Linked DNA regions of Mus musculus: region 2 is linked to region 1. A link is a contact called in public HiChIP or PLAC-seq data. All regions are on one chromosome and are shown on one strand. Each heading gives the region's core, a stretch centred on a gene start, on an enhancer-like site or on the middle of the called end of the contact. The rest is flanking DNA. Distances are from core to core; before and after follow the strand shown.

The links. HiChIP or PLAC-seq counts read pairs in DNA pulled down with a chosen protein or histone mark.
Region 2: a contact with region 1 is called in an H3K27ac HiChIP or PLAC-seq map of embryonic stem cells, with 4 times the contacts expected there. The contact joins the promoter of Ttc17 here to the promoter of Accsl in region 1. A contact is called at or near these places in 1 of 39 promoter capture datasets (the HPC-7 cell line), 1 of 484 Hi-C or Micro-C datasets (embryonic stem cells) and 2 of 115 datasets of contacts at active chromatin or transcription factors (the 230-238 cell line and embryonic stem cells).

What each region holds. Positions count from the first base shown.
Region 1 is chr2:93,867,682-93,871,866 of GRCm38.p6, reverse strand. Accsl (1-aminocyclopropane-1-carboxylate synthase (non-functional)-like) reads left to right here and starts at 2,710. Exons shown (of 15, transcript NM_001033452.4): 1 at 2,710-2,845. The coding sequence starts at 2,824.
Region 2 is chr2:94,404,637-94,408,585 of GRCm38.p6, reverse strand. Ttc17 (tetratricopeptide repeat domain 17) reads left to right here and starts at 1,897. Exons shown (of 25, transcript NM_183106.2): 1 at 1,897-2,079. The coding sequence starts at 1,921. 2810002D19Rik (RIKEN cDNA 2810002D19 gene) reads right to left here and starts at 1,879. Exons shown (of 2, transcript NR_027831.1): 1 at 1,620-1,879.

The sequences.
Region 1 (4,185 bases), core at 1,461-3,960:
AGATTTCACTCAACTAATGCAAGTAGCTTGAACTTGGATGAGGTTGAAGAACCCTGCTGGGTTCAGTGTGTTCTCCTGTAAATTAGACCCTTTGTTTATCAAATTGTCAGGAAGTGTCTTATGTGAGACTCTAGCCCTGTGACACAAAACATAGCAGTGGTACAGACTCCAGGTAGCACCTGCAGCTGGGGTAAGCCTGGTGCTTTCAGGGAGGACCCCTGTTTCTCTCTGAGCCTTTGATCATCACGACCAACCTTTACCTTTCTTTGAGGTGTGTCAGGGGTTCTTGGCAGGCTTTGTCCCCCATGCCTCTATCTCCAGGCTTAGCAGGTTGCTCTCTGGAGGATGCTGGGAGCAGGAGCAGTTGGGAGGAGGAGTCTCCCCTCATCAGCTACTGTTGCCTACTTCTGCTGTCCCCACCTTCAAACCCAGGGCCTTCTAAAGCTGGCCAAGTCAGATGCTGCTCATGGACTCTTGTCTGGTTTTGAAGCAGAACTTTGAGAAAAGGTGTGAGGAAGGACAGGAAGAGGTGGCTGGTGAGTCTGGGATGTGTTTATGTAGGAGACTCTGGCTGAGATTACTCACTCTGTCCAGTCCTCAAAATGCAGACTCTGAACCATCAGGGGATACAGGAAGTCAACAGTTGTGGAGACCTACGAGGGCCTGGCAATGGACCTCAGGCACCTCTAAATTCCAGCCCTTCTGCGGTCACCTACTATACCTCAGGGGCTGAAGGGTGATAGCCATGACTGCACCTGGCCTTTTCTTTATTCGGACTGCAGCCTTTGTGGACCTACACTGACTACCACAAGTTCCATGAATAGCAAAAAAATAAGGACTTAGCGCCCCCTGTTGGCAAATCTGGGTTATGTCTGAATGGCTGGAAGTGATGCCCCAAAGAGGAGGCTCCAAGCCAGCCCAATGTGATAGGTTATAAACAAGGGCTTTTTCTCTAGTAAACTCTTCCTTCTGCTGCCAACATTCACCAAGGGCATACAATTGCTTAATTTTAAAGTTATCATCTTCACTCATTAGTCAATATAATATGGGCTAGAGAGCTGGCTCAGTGGTTAAGAGCACTGGCTGCTCTCCCAGAGGTCCTGAGTTCATTTCCCAGCACCCACATGGTGGTTCATGACCTATAAAGGGATCTGACGCCCTCTTCTGGCATGCAGGTGTACATGCAGCAGAGCACTCATACATAAAATGAATAAAATAAACACAAAATTTAAAAATCAATATACTATACTATACTATAAATAAATGTTAATCAAACATAACCAAGATCCCTCTCTATGTGCCTTGGAACCAGAGAGCAGAGAAGCCTAAAGCCCAGACCTCAGATAAGTGCCTTCGGGCATCCACTCACCCACCCACCCACCCACTCATCCACTGACAAGGTATTAACATCCATTAATGTTATGAATCTCGAGGCAAACAACTTTGGAAAGACAGAAGATTTATTTCCATGCATAGTTTTGAAGGCTTCAGTTCACAGTTGCTTAGCTCTGTTAATATTAGACCAGGTAGCATATCATACTGGGGAGCCGCTGGTGGAGAGGAGAGGAGAGAGAGAGAGACAGAGAGAGAGCCAACAGCACTGCTTTAAGGCCTTAGGAGGAAACTTTCAGTCCAAATCCCAGCAATTATTGAGCTCCTGGTCTTCCTCAGACAGACAGCAATAAATAAGACAGTTGAAGCATCTCTCCTCATGGGGTTTAGATTCTAGATAGGGGAGCTGGAAAGAAACAACACAGAGAAATGAGTCAGGTGTGTTTACCATTTAGAAGAAAATAATGCCATTAAAAAAAAAAAAAACAGAAGGGCGAATGAGGAGGGAAAGTGGCCGTGGGGCAAAAGGAGGGGTGGACGTTAGCAGTCCAGAGTCCTGGGGTCCCTAGACCAGCACCCAACTGTAGCCCAGGGTCTCACTACATAAACCAGGCTGTACCTGAACTCAAGGAGGCCCTCCTGTCTCTGCTTCCCACGTGCTGGGATTAAATGCACGTGCCACCACACCTGGATCATCTTTCCCTCAAAGTTTGAGAGCAGGGCATGGGTATTCTGGAAGGATAGGCTACTTTGGGTCCACATCTGTCCCTAGACAGTCACGGGAGGCTCAGTCACAGCTGAGACATTTCATACAACCCTTCCTGCCCCGTCATGTCAGCACACATCCATCCTCCAGTTAGTCTCCACACCACCTGGGATGTAGTTTTCCTGGCCTCTGTCTTTCCCAAGGAGAAAGGAAGGCTTGCCAAAGCCACACAGGCAAGGGACCCTATGTCCTGGGCCCTAGGGGATGGTGCCTGGGGTTCCTGGTGCTCCCTCCAAGACCTCTTAATGCAGTGGCCCCTCCTGTGCTGACTAAACCCCACTTCAGCCTACTCTCAAATATGGCCTCCTCAGAAACGGGGAGGTACCATAGGCTTCTTTGTGCTTTGAACAGGCTCCTCCCCCTCTGGTTACTTTCCATAGTCAGTGAGCACCCGATTCATCCCGTGTCTTGCCTGTACACACAGGCCCTGGCTCTAGCCTCCTTCGAAGAGCAGGGGCCCTCCCAGCCTGTGAACACTTCAGCTGAAGCCAATACTCTTCAGATTTGCTCCAACCGGATACTCCGAGCCAGTTCTCTGTAATTATGCCAAGGCCATCTAGATAATGGGGAGCTGCTGGGTAGTTGGCTCCAGGAGGGGAAAAGATGGGTCTCATTACCCTGCAAGCCACCTTGTGCTTAAAAGAGAGGGGAGGGGGCGGAGGAGCAAGCTTCTGCTCCCTGAATGACAAAGACACTCCTGGATTTAGACTTCGGACTGCACAGAGATGAGTGAGAACAGAAATGAAGGTGAGCTCGGTGGGGTGACTACGCAAGCCATGAGAATGGAGGGAGGCAGGGACTTTGGGCCACACACAGTGCCCTGGAGCTTAAAAGAAAGTGGAGTTTTATTGTCAAACGGCTTAGACCTAACATTGTAATACAACATTATCCATAAAGCCGGTGCTTGAGAACTGGGTAGTGGAGCTACAGAAGCAAAGCAACAGCAACCTCGGTGTTTTCCGTTTTGACTCTGTGTTGGGTTATGTTCATGGCCGCACTGGGGCACACGAGGCACGGCCACTAGGGGCCGATGTGCCTGGAACCTTCCCTGATAAACACATCCTACTTCTGTGTCTGGTAGACTCAGTTCATTCCTTTGAGCCTCTATTTCTCATCCACAAAGCGAGGCTTGTGGAACTAACTGGAAAGACGGACCAGGTGAAGCCTAGGGGAACCCTACCCTAGCACTGAGCCGATCCCTGCCTGGCTCCTTCCCACCTCCTCTGCTCAAGACCTACCTTGAGCCCGAACTCATGGCAGAGGAACATCGTGCCAGCAGCAGCTTGTCTGACCCTGATGCTGATTTTAACCAACCTGGAGGATCTGGAAGGTAGGTGAGGGCAGACTTAAGGACCCTGAAACCAAGGCAGAGCCAAGGGGTTTGAAGGAGAGGACTGATGAACCCCAGTTCTAATGCTTAGGGCTTGGCTTTAGGGGCAACATTTCTTTGTGCTGCAGCATCATTTACATTTCCTATATAAGAAGTCTTGTCAGAGTCCCCAACTTCTAAGTTCCCTGATGACCTTAGCCCATTTTCACTTCCTTCTTAAAAATACATCTTCCAGGAGAATGCAATTCTTTGTGTGTGGACACTGCGTGTATAGAGAGGGGAGAGGTCACTGTTGAGTGTCTTCATCACGTTCCACCTTGTGCTTGAGATAGAATCTCTTACAGATGCTCTCTGTTTGGGCTAGACTGGCTGGCCACCGAACCTCCTGGATGTTGCAGAGCATGTTTAGTACTTTGAAGTGCTGATACTATACATGTGTAGAAGAAGCAACAAGGTTTTAGACATGTGTGGGTGGGGTTGTTGTTGCTTGGAAAAAAGCTGAGAATCACAGCATATGGTGGAAGGGTCATAAGCCTAGTTTTCTGGGTGGAGGTTGTCTTAAAGAATGAGAGGCAGTGGTAGCCTCAGGCAGCCCCACCACCTGGAGTTTGCTGTCTTGGTTTGTTTCGCTGGCTCATTGAGGCATTAAGAAGGTATTTCTTGGTCGCTCCTGGTATTCTGACCGGTTTTTAGAAACACTGGTAGCATGTTCACTGAGTACAGACCTGGGAGCTTGGTAGAAATGAAGACTTTTTGG
Region 2 (3,949 bases), core at 648-3,147, 540 kb before region 1:
GTAAGAGTCCAAGGAACTTAGCTTACTGGGGATCCCCTGAGCAAACCATGTGGAGCCAGGATCAATGCAAAAAGCAAGAGGAATTTATTGTTCCAGTGCACTGGGGTCGTCCCAGACCCGAAGGAGAGGCGGAGCAGCACCCGTTCAGTGAGTTTTTATAAGGTTTCCAGGAGGCAGAATAGAGCATCAGCAACTAGGCACAATATGATTGGCGAAACAGTGCACCCTTTAAACTGGTTGGTCTTTAGGGAATGAGGTAACAAGGACTTCCCTTGTCTGAAGGTGGGCAACAGTCCATCCTGTCGGTTCCACCCTGTGGTCTGAGAAATGTTAATTAACCTCTCCCTTCTGGAGGGGCAAGTGTTTCATAACCTTCCCAAAGGTCCTGAGCTGACCTTTACACCCAGTCTCTACAGGCAAATATATACATATGTGTGTGTATGTGTGTGTACACATACGTACGTGGGTGTATATGTTTGTGTATGAGAACTGTATGCCACATGTATAAAGGAGGATCCCCTAGAGCTGGAGTTCTACAGGTGGTTGTGGCCTAACACTGCTTCCAGGGAAGAGCAGGAAGTGCTCTTCAGCCCTGAGCCATCTTTGTAGCCCCAAGCCATCTCTCCAGCCCCAAGATATACCTTTTTAATAAAACGAATGTTCATTACACGGGTACTTTTAAGAAAAGCTGCCTAGTGAGCTGGGCCTGATGGTTCATGCCTGTATCCAGCATCAGGTGGTTGACACAGGTGGACTTAAAGGCCTGCCTGGGCTAAATAAATTCCAGGCAATTCAGGCTGCAAATGGGACTTCATTTCAAAAACAAAACAAACAAAATCAACAAAACCAAACTGCTCTCAGAAGAATTACAATGCCATAGCACAGTCTCTGTTCCCATAACATGAGGCAGACATTTGTTTCCTGCAACACATCTATGTAGGTGGCAGGGCACAATTTTTTTTTTTCTCAACAGAAAAAAAAAAAAGCATAACAGCTTTGTTACAAGATGATACGCCCACCATACTAGTAGGCCGACCTGAAATACCTATAATAACATACATTGGCAGAGCCTGGAACCTAAGCTGGTTAACAGCTACTGTACCTGTTGGTAGTGCGCCTCTTAAGTTTCAATATGCAAATCAATCACCTGAGACTTCTTTAAAACATACTCATAATGGCTGAGTCTACCCTCGGGGAAGGGAAGCCGCAGTGCTTACATATTTAATACAGTCCCCTCCCCGGAGATGCCACTATCTGGGTTCTACACCTAGGTCTTTAACTTAGACTAGAGCTGCCCACCAAAGTCCACAAGACACGTGGTGCTGCTGCTGTAAGACCCAAAAATCTGGCCACACTGGATGTAAGTGGTCTGTAAGGACACATCGCTTTCTAAATTTCGGAAGAAAAAGTATGCCGATCACATATACATAACTTGTAATGAGCTGATATTTTGTATTTGATAACGAGCTATTTTTTTAATTCGATGTGTGACATGCATTACACAGTACGACTGCGCCGCTTAACACTCCATTACGAGACTTATTAAAAAAAAAAAAAAAAGCCTCTCTCAGATAGTTGAAAAGTATAACTTTTATTGCCCTACCAGAAACAATACTTACTTTTTAAAAAGACCTTCACCGTCTTCTCACTTCTGCTCAAGCTCCACCTAGTTTTATTATCTCCCCTCCGATTCCCACGCTTGGGGATCTTATAGCCTCCAGAAAAACGATAACTAGAAAGCCGTTTCCAGCCCTGAGGTGTGGCAGGACCGGCTTCCCCGACCGAGAGTAAAGGGACCGGTATCGTCTCCGAGGCACTCCGCGGGCTCCTCCTCCAGTTCCAGAGGCGACCTCCCCAAGATGGCGGACCGCAAGGAGTCGCTTCCGCTTCCGGTGTGAGCAGCCCGGCCGGGGGGGCAAGATGGCGGCGGCAATAGGGGTCCGCGGCCGGTTCGAGCTGCTACCTCGCTCCGGCCCGGGTTGGCTTCTCAGCCTTTCCGCTTTGCTGAGCGTGGTGGCTCGAGGGGCCTTGGCCACTACGCACTGGGTCGTCACGGAGGACGGGAAGATCCAACAGCAGGTAGCGGCCAGGGTGCCCCCTCTCTGCCCGCGCCCGATCAGGGGGAATCCCGGAGCCGGGCCCCTGGGTGGCTCCGCGCGGCCCCGCCCCCAGCTTGGCTTCCCACGGTCCCGGCCCACGGGCCGAGGCTTCCTGCGCTCCGACCTGGCGCCGCCCCCTCCCCTCTGGTCCCCTCGCCCCGGCTCCGCCGTGGGGAACTTCTCAGCCTTCCACCTTGGGGCCGCGCGCCGTCCCGGAACCGACCCCGGGGAGCTGAGACTTGAGCTCCCGGGTTAGGAGTCACGGATTCATCATTAGTTCTGCCTTTGGAGCCGCTGGACCAGGACCCGCGCGCCACCACCTCTCCCCGAGGAAGTAGAAAGCAGGTGGCAGTGCCGGGGAGTGTGCGCGTCCCAGGCCGGTGACAGCCAGGGTGGCATTAGTGAATGGATGGATCTTTTAATGCGCCTCCTCCAGCCTTGTCTCCCACTGATGGGATTTGTTTCGCGATGTGGTGGTTTGAGGCTGTGCCGTTAGCCAGGTCATTAGGGGCTCTTTAAAGACAACCCATTCTTGCTCCTTCTGAAGGAATGCCAGAAGATGCATGCCTCTGGTGGCGGTGCCCGCATCATTCAGTTCTTAAGTGCCCTCATTTCCCGGTGTATTTTACATTGCTTCCTAGTTCCTTTGACCCAGCCCGGCACTCAGCATTTGCAGTTTACTAGATTACCTATGCTTGAACTGATTTCTCAGAGGAGTGACCGCTTTTCTTATATAACTTTCTGATGCCTGCATCTGCATTTGCTTTCATACTGCTGATGCTTTAAGGACTGCGTGTGTGTGTGTGTGTGTGTGTGCGTGTGTGTGTGTGTGTGTGTGTGTGTGTGTGTGTGCGCGCGTGCTCGCGCGCGTGCTTCACCACAGAATCTTGTAAACTTAATGACTTCCAGCGCTTGACAACAATCAGGAAATGTCCAGGAGCCATTTAAAAAGTGAAGTGTGTACCCCTTGCAATTTAAGCATACTGACTCATGTTTTAACCAAAGGCGAGAGAGAGAAACTGATCCTTTTGATTAACTGTAGAAACACATCGCATGGTTTATATTTAAGATGAGACATTTCACAATGCAGCAAACCTAAACAAAATTTTTAAAATGCCCACACTTTGTGTTTCCAGTGTACTCTTTCCTCGAGTGTATTTATATCAAACTCCCGATTTAAAGGATTTCTTTTTCATGGATATTAAGTTCAAGATCCAAGTTAATTTTCATTAGCCTCCAACTGAGAGTTTAAAAATGTCAGAACCCCTAGAAAAATACAGTAAGGCTGCCTTTCCAACGTAAGATTGGAAATCCTGCACCATCCCTGTTTTCATCTTTTGATTGCTGTTGGTGGTTTGCTGAGGTCCGCGTGAAGGGAGGCATTGAATTCAGTCACTTATGCTGCAATTTGGGGAGCCCTTCTCCCATTGGCTCCTTCGCTATATTGTTTCTGGCCACAGCTATTTATACTCGATGACATTGACTTCTCCTTCCCATTTTGGTGGCCTGCCACTCAGCCGGAAAAGAAATCCATCTGAAAAGTGAAGGTTAATTAACGGAAATGGATCATTTATATGTTGAATATTACAGTGGGAAGGTAAGATCGGATTTGTTTTTGTTCTTTAAAAAAAAAAAATGCCTTCTTTTACATATTGGATCTACATCTTAGAGGGGAATATATGGGTATTAGTACCTTGCCAGATCTTCTGAATCTCTGCCAAGTTCTCTCTTCAGTAAGTAATTAGACTTAAAGATAAGAAAGCACACCCTTTTTTATAACAGCCCTTCCCATTGACTTTTTCCAGTTCTTCATTGCACGTTAACAGTTGCAGCACTGGGTTCTGGCAGCC